Linked DNA regions of Mus musculus: region 1 is linked to region 2. Evidence: chromatin contacts called from public HiChIP or PLAC-seq data. All regions are on one chromosome and are shown on one strand. Each heading gives the region's core, a stretch centred on a gene start, on an enhancer-like site or on the middle of the called end of the contact. The rest is flanking DNA. Distances are from core to core; before and after follow the strand shown.

Region 1 (3,138 bases), core at 20-2,519, 150 kb before region 2:
CCTGCCGCTATCAATGAGCCTCTGATGCTGCAAGCCAGGACATTTGTCTCTCTGACTGATGTTGCTTCTGACAGATATTTTGACCAAGCATAAGAAGAACGACTGACACACTGTTGTATACCCAATATTGTCTAACCCAATAACTATGTATAACAATGACTAAAGAAAGCTTCCAGCAGGTAAAACTCAAGACATAAAGCTTCGGTCCCCTAAAGGACAGGCTAACAAGATACCTGACCAGAGCTCCCCCAAACCACCAAAAACCATAAAACAAAACAAAACAAAACAAAAAACAAAACTGACAAACCCCTCAAAACAGGGGCAGTCTGAAACACTGGCTAACCAAGAAAAAACAAAAAAACCCTGAGGAGGAAATTAAATGTTGAATCAGGGACAAAATTCTGGGCAACAAAAGGTAAATATTGCAGAAATCTGAAGAAATAACAAAATATTAGTTTTAATAATTGTGCCAAATGTATTATACTAAGATGTTAACATACTTGAGCTGTTTTATTTTTCTGAATTTTCCATAAACCTAAAATTTTTCTTGCTGGGTGAATGGGTAAATGCCTTTAATCCCAGCATTTGGGAGGTAGACAAAATGAGCTCTGGACAAGTTCAAGGTCAGCCTGATCTACAGAATGAGTTTTAGCCAGACTTAGTGAGATCCTCCCTCCACAAATAAATAACCATGCATTAAAAAAAGAAAGAAAGGAGGCCAGGAAGCGGTAGTCCACACCTTTAATCCCAGCACTTGGGAGGCAGAGGCAGAGGCAGGCAGATTTCCGAGTTCAAGGCCAGCCTGGTCTATAGAGTGAGTTCCAGGACAGCCAGGGCTACACAGAGAAACCCTATCTCTAAAGGGTTTCTAGCCCCCCCCCCAAAAAGAAGAAAATCTAAAAAAAAATAAGGTATTAATAAAACTGCTTTCTTATTTAAGGACATGGCTATGTATATCTGGCTGCCCTTGAACTCAGAAATCTACTTGCTTCTGATTATTATTATTATTTCCTTTTTGGTTTTTCAAAACAAAGTTTCTGGCTGTCTTGGAACTCTGTAGACCAGGCTGATCTCAAACTCACAGAGATCCACTTGCCTCTGCCTCTCAAGCGGTGGAATTAAAGACATGCGCCACCACACCCAGCTCCTTTTTATTTTTTAATTAAACACATTAGCTTTAAATTTTTCCCAAGGTGCCCTTGTATCCCAAATCTCCTGTACTAAACAATGCCAAGTTCCCTTCTGTGTACAGCATTTGATGGCCACTAGGGGGCACAATGGCGCCTGTCTTCCTGGGGTGTATTTTCATTTGTAAAGGCGAAATTTAGGGGAGGCTCGTAGCCTAGTGCAAGATTTTTGTCTCAGAAAAAAATGTTCCGGAGGGAATGATGTCACAGGATTCCTTAGGCTCTGCCTGAATTGACACATTCTCAGGGACCGTGGAGCACACAAACAGAATGAAGGCTGTGTGTCCTCGGTGTCCCAGCCCCCTAAGGACCACACCCTGTAAGCCCATGGCTCTCGCCAATCCCAGAGCAAGCTTCCTGCCCTCACCTGGCTCTTGCTGCTGGAAACTGCCCCATGTATGACCTACCAAAGGAACCTTGCCTCCCCCCATCATGCCAACTTCTCTCCAAGAATTTAATTTGTTAACAAGAGCTTTGGCCTCCATTGCTCCCCAGAGTGGGGTGTTAATCACTGGAAGCCCCTAGCCTATGCCATGACTAAAAATACCAGCACTAAGAAGGCAATGCCTGGCATTAGGATTGGAGCTCCAACAGTGGGGTTCATGAGGGGGCTGTAACAAGGCCAGAACTGCTGTTCTGGGGAGCACCAGGTGACAGTTTATTCGGGTCTCAGAACCCCTCCCTCTATTCCTATCTGCACCTGGAAAAACAAACAAAACAACCACTTCATCTGTAGTAGACTGCATTACAGTCCTCCCCATAAAACTGTGTTTAAGTCTTAACTCTAACTTCCAATACACGCAAACGGAAACTTCTAATCTTATGTGGGTAAGAGGTCTCTACACAGTAAGGTGAATCCTAGATCCTGGATTAGGATGCTACCTGGATACCTGATGCAGAGTCCTTCCCCCAGGCTCCTGAGGTTGCATAGGCAGGGGACAAGATTCTGTGATCACACTGGAAGCCAGCCAGCCCCCCTGGGCACTTACTTCCTGCCTTATAGCTCCCCTCTGAGGAGAAGCCTCCTTTGAAGTAGGCAAGAAGGTTTTACAGAGTCAACAGAGCTGGAGGAGGAGACTCTGTGACCCAGCACACGCAACATTCCCAAGATCCTGGGCCAAACTCTAAGCAAGAGAGAGAGAGAGAGAGAGAGAGAGAGAGAGAGAGAGAGAGAGAAACAAATCTAGATTGTACATCTCTCGCTGTCTTGAAAACTGGTAACACCAGAAACGAGGATCTTTAGAAGCAGGTGGGTGCCAGGGTGGAGAATGCTAAGTCCTCAAAAGAAAAAAGGCTCTGCCCGGTCGGGCAATGGTGGCGCATGCCTTTAATCCCAGCACTTGGGCGGCAGAGGCAGGTGGATTTCTGAGTTCAAGGCCAGCCTGGTCTACAGAGTGAGTTCCAAGACAGCCAGGGATACACAGAGAATCCCTGTCTCAAAAAACAGCAACAAAAGGCTCTACCCATTCCTTACAACATGGCTCCTCTAGCTCTCAGACCAGACCGGTAACAAAACTGTCTTCACCCCAAAGTGTCTGAAATAATATCAGCCCTAGCTTACGGAGAACTTCAGGCCCCTGCTGGGCTTTACATGTGTCAGCCGTGACAATGGATCACACCTTCTCCTATTTTTACCATGTCCCCAAGAACGTCAGCTACATAATGGACTGTGCAGGGACTGTGTGACCTGACTCCACAACTGTCCTTAAAGCCAAGCGACATCTGTTTGGACAGTGGACTCCTAATTTAGAACTGACATCCACAGCCCACTCCGAATTTAGGACTTTCTTCTCTCTCATGCTTGGAGTGTGATGCCAGAATACAACAACTGATCTCTAGGCTGCTGAGAAAGAAACACTTGGCCCAGCACGTTAGTTCGTGACGATAATCCTGACACTGGAGAGGCTGAGACAATACTGCCACAGGATTAGGACCAGATCGAGCTCTATAT
Region 2 (3,422 bases), core at 72-2,571:
CAGTGCTCTTAACCGCTGAGGCTGACCCATCTCTCTAGCCCTTCTGGGGATTTTCATTCACAGTGTCTTCATAAGAGAGGGCACACAGAGAGGCCCTGTAACTACTGGTCAGAGAGAATGGAGCAATGCAGATGAAAGCCATGGAGTATGTAGGCTCAACAGTCACTGTCATGGCTACTAGGTAGCAAGGCAAGGCCCTACCCAGGGTCTCAGGAGTCATGACACTTTCGTTTCAGGTTGGTCGCTGTGAGATAAATGCACTTCTATTGTCTAGGCCACCCACTTGTAGCTAAGCATAGCCCTGTGAAACTAATGCAGGTGTCCTTTTAATTTTAATTAATTTTACAGGGTCTTACTGTGGAGCTGGCCCTGAGCTATGTAGACCAGGCTGGTCTCAAACCCACAGAGATCTATCTGCCTCTGGCCCTGGAGTGCTTCAATGAAAGGCATGTGCCACCCAAACTGCAGAACACACACCCTTAACCACTGAAGTTTTTCCCTCCAGCCCCGACAGGCATCATTTGATATTTTATTTGTTTGTTTGTTTGTTTGTTTGTTGAGACAAGTCTTACTACGTTGTCAAGGCTGGTATGCAATATCACACCCAGCTGCAGGTGTCATTTGAATGAGGTTCCAGGAGTGAGCAAGAAGCCACTGCATGATGATTCAGAGGGAGGAATGTCAAGTCAGGATAAAAACAATGGCCGGAGAGCTGGATTTAGGGCAGGGAGATAGGAGGTGTGGTTGGAAAAGCCAGGCTTGTGCAGGTCTTTTCGGACTTGGCACGGAAAGGGAGGCAACTGTATTCCATAAACTTGGTGGTTGTGGCTTTTGACTGACAGCACCAGCTGTCAAGAGTCACCCAGTGTCTTAGAGGACAGGGATGTATCTAGGCTGTATTGGTTGCAATAAATATCATCGCCAGCGTGAGATGACAGAGCCAAGTCTGCATTTTTCCCATCCTGCCCTTGACCTTACTACGCGGTCACTGTCAAAGCTGTCATTTCAGGGCACTGGCTTTGGCCTAGGTCAGGCAATGTGAAGGAATACATGAATTTTCCCTTTACCTCCTCCAAATCATTTCCACCTCACTCTCCCACAAAGATAATCTAAGTAACATAAGCCATAAATGCAGCTTACACATAAACCCTCCACCCACTCCGACGAGAAACCTACTACCTACACACGAGGAGTGAAGAGACCCAAAGAAGACTGAAGAGTTGCACCCGCCACGAGGCCAGAGCCCGGGGGATCGCCCATGCGCATGCGCGGGCCCCACCCTCGGGCGAGGGGGTGAGGCTGGCGCCGGGGCGGGGCCCGTGACGTCAGGTGCGCGCGTGGCTCCGGCTGCGCAGGAACAGCTGGTGCCTCGGGAGGCGGCTAGTGAGCGGGCGGGCGTGGGCTGCTGGTGGCCGGACGGGTCACGCTGCGGGTTTCGTCGCCGCCGCCGCCGCCGCCTTGCACCATTGCACCATGTCCGGCCAGCTGGAGCGTTGCGAGCGCGAGTGGCACGAGCTGGAGGGAGAATTTCAGGAGCTGCAGGTAGGACCGGGCCACCTGGTCCCGCCACTCTTGCTACCTGCGGTGCTTGTGCCTTCCCTATCTAGCCATCCCAGCCCGGAGGTGGGGCGATAGGACCCAGACGGTGGCCCGGGCTGTGCGTCCGATGGGCTGGTGGGTGGCCTGGCGCAGCCCCTTCCTATGTAGCAGCGCTTTGGCTCCTCAGTCTCTTGGGGCGCCCCTCATTCTCGCGCCCTCTCATCCACTCTTTGCTCCACGCTCTCCCTTCGCTACAGAAAGTTCGTCTCTGGCCCCCGAGGCAAGTTCCAGGTGTGTTCACGAGGAAACTGTGATACTCAAAGGACACCAGACCAACCCCCACACAAGGGATCTTCCCCCCAACCCTCCAGTTGCAGTTGGCTGTTCAACTCCTTACTACACGCTCTGTGCTGGCTGGGCAGCCCTCGCTGCAACTGCGGTTTGAGAGTTGTGCTTGGCTGCTTTCATCTTGGCCCCTTAGGCAGTTTTTAAGTCTCAGAGACCCCTCAGTCATAGCCTTGACTTTGGGAGCTCTGATGTGGTTCTGCTTATCGGCTGCTGCGAGCTGAGTTTACCATTGTGGATGGCAGGCATCTGTCAGTTCTGACAGCTGGCTGCCTCACCCGGTGATAGAGGGCTGCACCCAACCCCTCACCGTTTTGGCACAGAGCGTTCCACCTGGTGTGTTGAAGGTTGGTATAAGAGCTGGGCTCTTGAGAGGATAGCATCGCCACCCGGTCCTATCAGGAGGGTCCAGAGAGGCCTCAGCTATATGCTCTGGGGACTAGAGACTCAGGAAACCTTGGGGACGGCCAAGAGGAACAACACATGGCTTCCTCGCATTCACTCTCTCCTCCTCTCAATGGTTACTTTGTCATTCCCCTTGTCCCTGTAGCGTTCTCAGTTGGGCTGACCTCCTGCAATGTCCAGAGGAGAATGCTGTCAAGGGAGGTCTGTGATGGGTCTTTGTAAAGTGAGGCTGCCGATGTTACAGAAGGATGCCGGTGAACCTGAGCAGCAGATCGGCATGGGCAGAGACTTAAGAGACCCAGGACTGTCATCCCTTCGTAGTCCCTCCAGCATATATGGATGGGTTGGTGCCTTCTCTTTCAGATCTGAGGTCTTGGGTTCCTCATAGTTCCCAGAGGATCCCTTTTGGTTCCACCCACGGGGAAAAGACTCAGCCATATCCTTAACAATTTTTCCCACTGGGCTGTGAAGCCATGCCCAGCCACAGAGCCAGTGAGTGGGTCTTAGAGTTGGGAGTGGGAGAAGAGGTTTCCTGCGTGGGGCTTTTGCTTCTATTTCCTTCCTTTCGGCTTGTTTTAAACTACGAGGAGGAGGAGCCTAACACTGCAGAACTATGCAATTAATGCAATTATCAACAATTAGGTAGCAAGTCTTGGCAGGCAGGTGTCGTAAAGGAGGCCTTTGATTTGTTATGACAGGAAGATGTCATGAGGGGTCAGGTGCTCGGGTGGTCGGGGGCGGAGGAGTTATGAGTTGATCTGGATCTCCTCGTCTGGTGGTGAACAGCAAGGGCTGTTGGAAGGATCTGGTTTCTTAGAGATGGGACAACTGGGACAGACTAGATCCTCCTTTGAGGAAGAGGGACCCAACTGGTGTAGGCTTGATGGTCAGCTTCTGGGTCTGAGTACAGAGTGGATAGCTTCCTGGTGGTTAAGGTCATAGACTGGAGCAAAAATTCTCTTCTCTTCTCTTCTCTTCTCTTCTCTTCTCTTCTCTTCTCTTCTCTCTCTCTCCTCTATATATATGTATGGAGGGTATATATATATATATATATATACACACACACACACACATGCATTATGTATATTTACGTATAAATATATCTTTATAACATGTATTTATAATATATTTGA

The links. HiChIP or PLAC-seq counts read pairs in DNA pulled down with a chosen protein or histone mark.
Region 1: an H3K27ac HiChIP or PLAC-seq map of embryonic stem cells shows a contact between it and region 2, with 10 read pairs. The contact joins the enhancer-like site here to the promoter of Tmem120b in region 2. A contact is called at or near these places in 1 of 39 promoter capture datasets (cranial neural crest), 1 of 15 datasets of contacts at CTCF or cohesin (large pre-B cells), 14 of 484 Hi-C or Micro-C datasets (the C2C12 cell line, CD4 T cells, LSK cells and 8 more), 7 of 115 datasets of contacts at active chromatin or transcription factors (the HPC-7 cell line, embryonic forebrain, embryonic stem cells and 2 more) and 4 of 9 other capture datasets (adipose tissue, embryonic stem cells, liver and 1 more).

The regions. Positions count from the first base shown.
Region 1 is chr5:122,924,387-122,927,524 of GRCm38.p6, forward strand. The region is part of intron 11 of Kdm2b (lysine (K)-specific demethylase 2B); the gene reads right to left. Among named protein-coding and RNA genes, the nearest start is that of Gm33118, 16 kb to the right of the region's middle. Within about 2 kb of position 1,270, at least 54 of the 459 cell types and tissues checked have an H3K27ac peak or open chromatin away from gene starts, as enhancers often do. A contact at or near this core is called in adipose tissue, double positive thymocytes and embryonic stem cells, where this site is marked.
Region 2 is chr5:123,074,954-123,078,375 of GRCm38.p6, forward strand. Tmem120b (transmembrane protein 120B) reads left to right here and starts at 1,322. Exons shown (of 12, transcript NM_001039723.2): 1 at 1,322-1,542. The coding sequence starts at 1,474.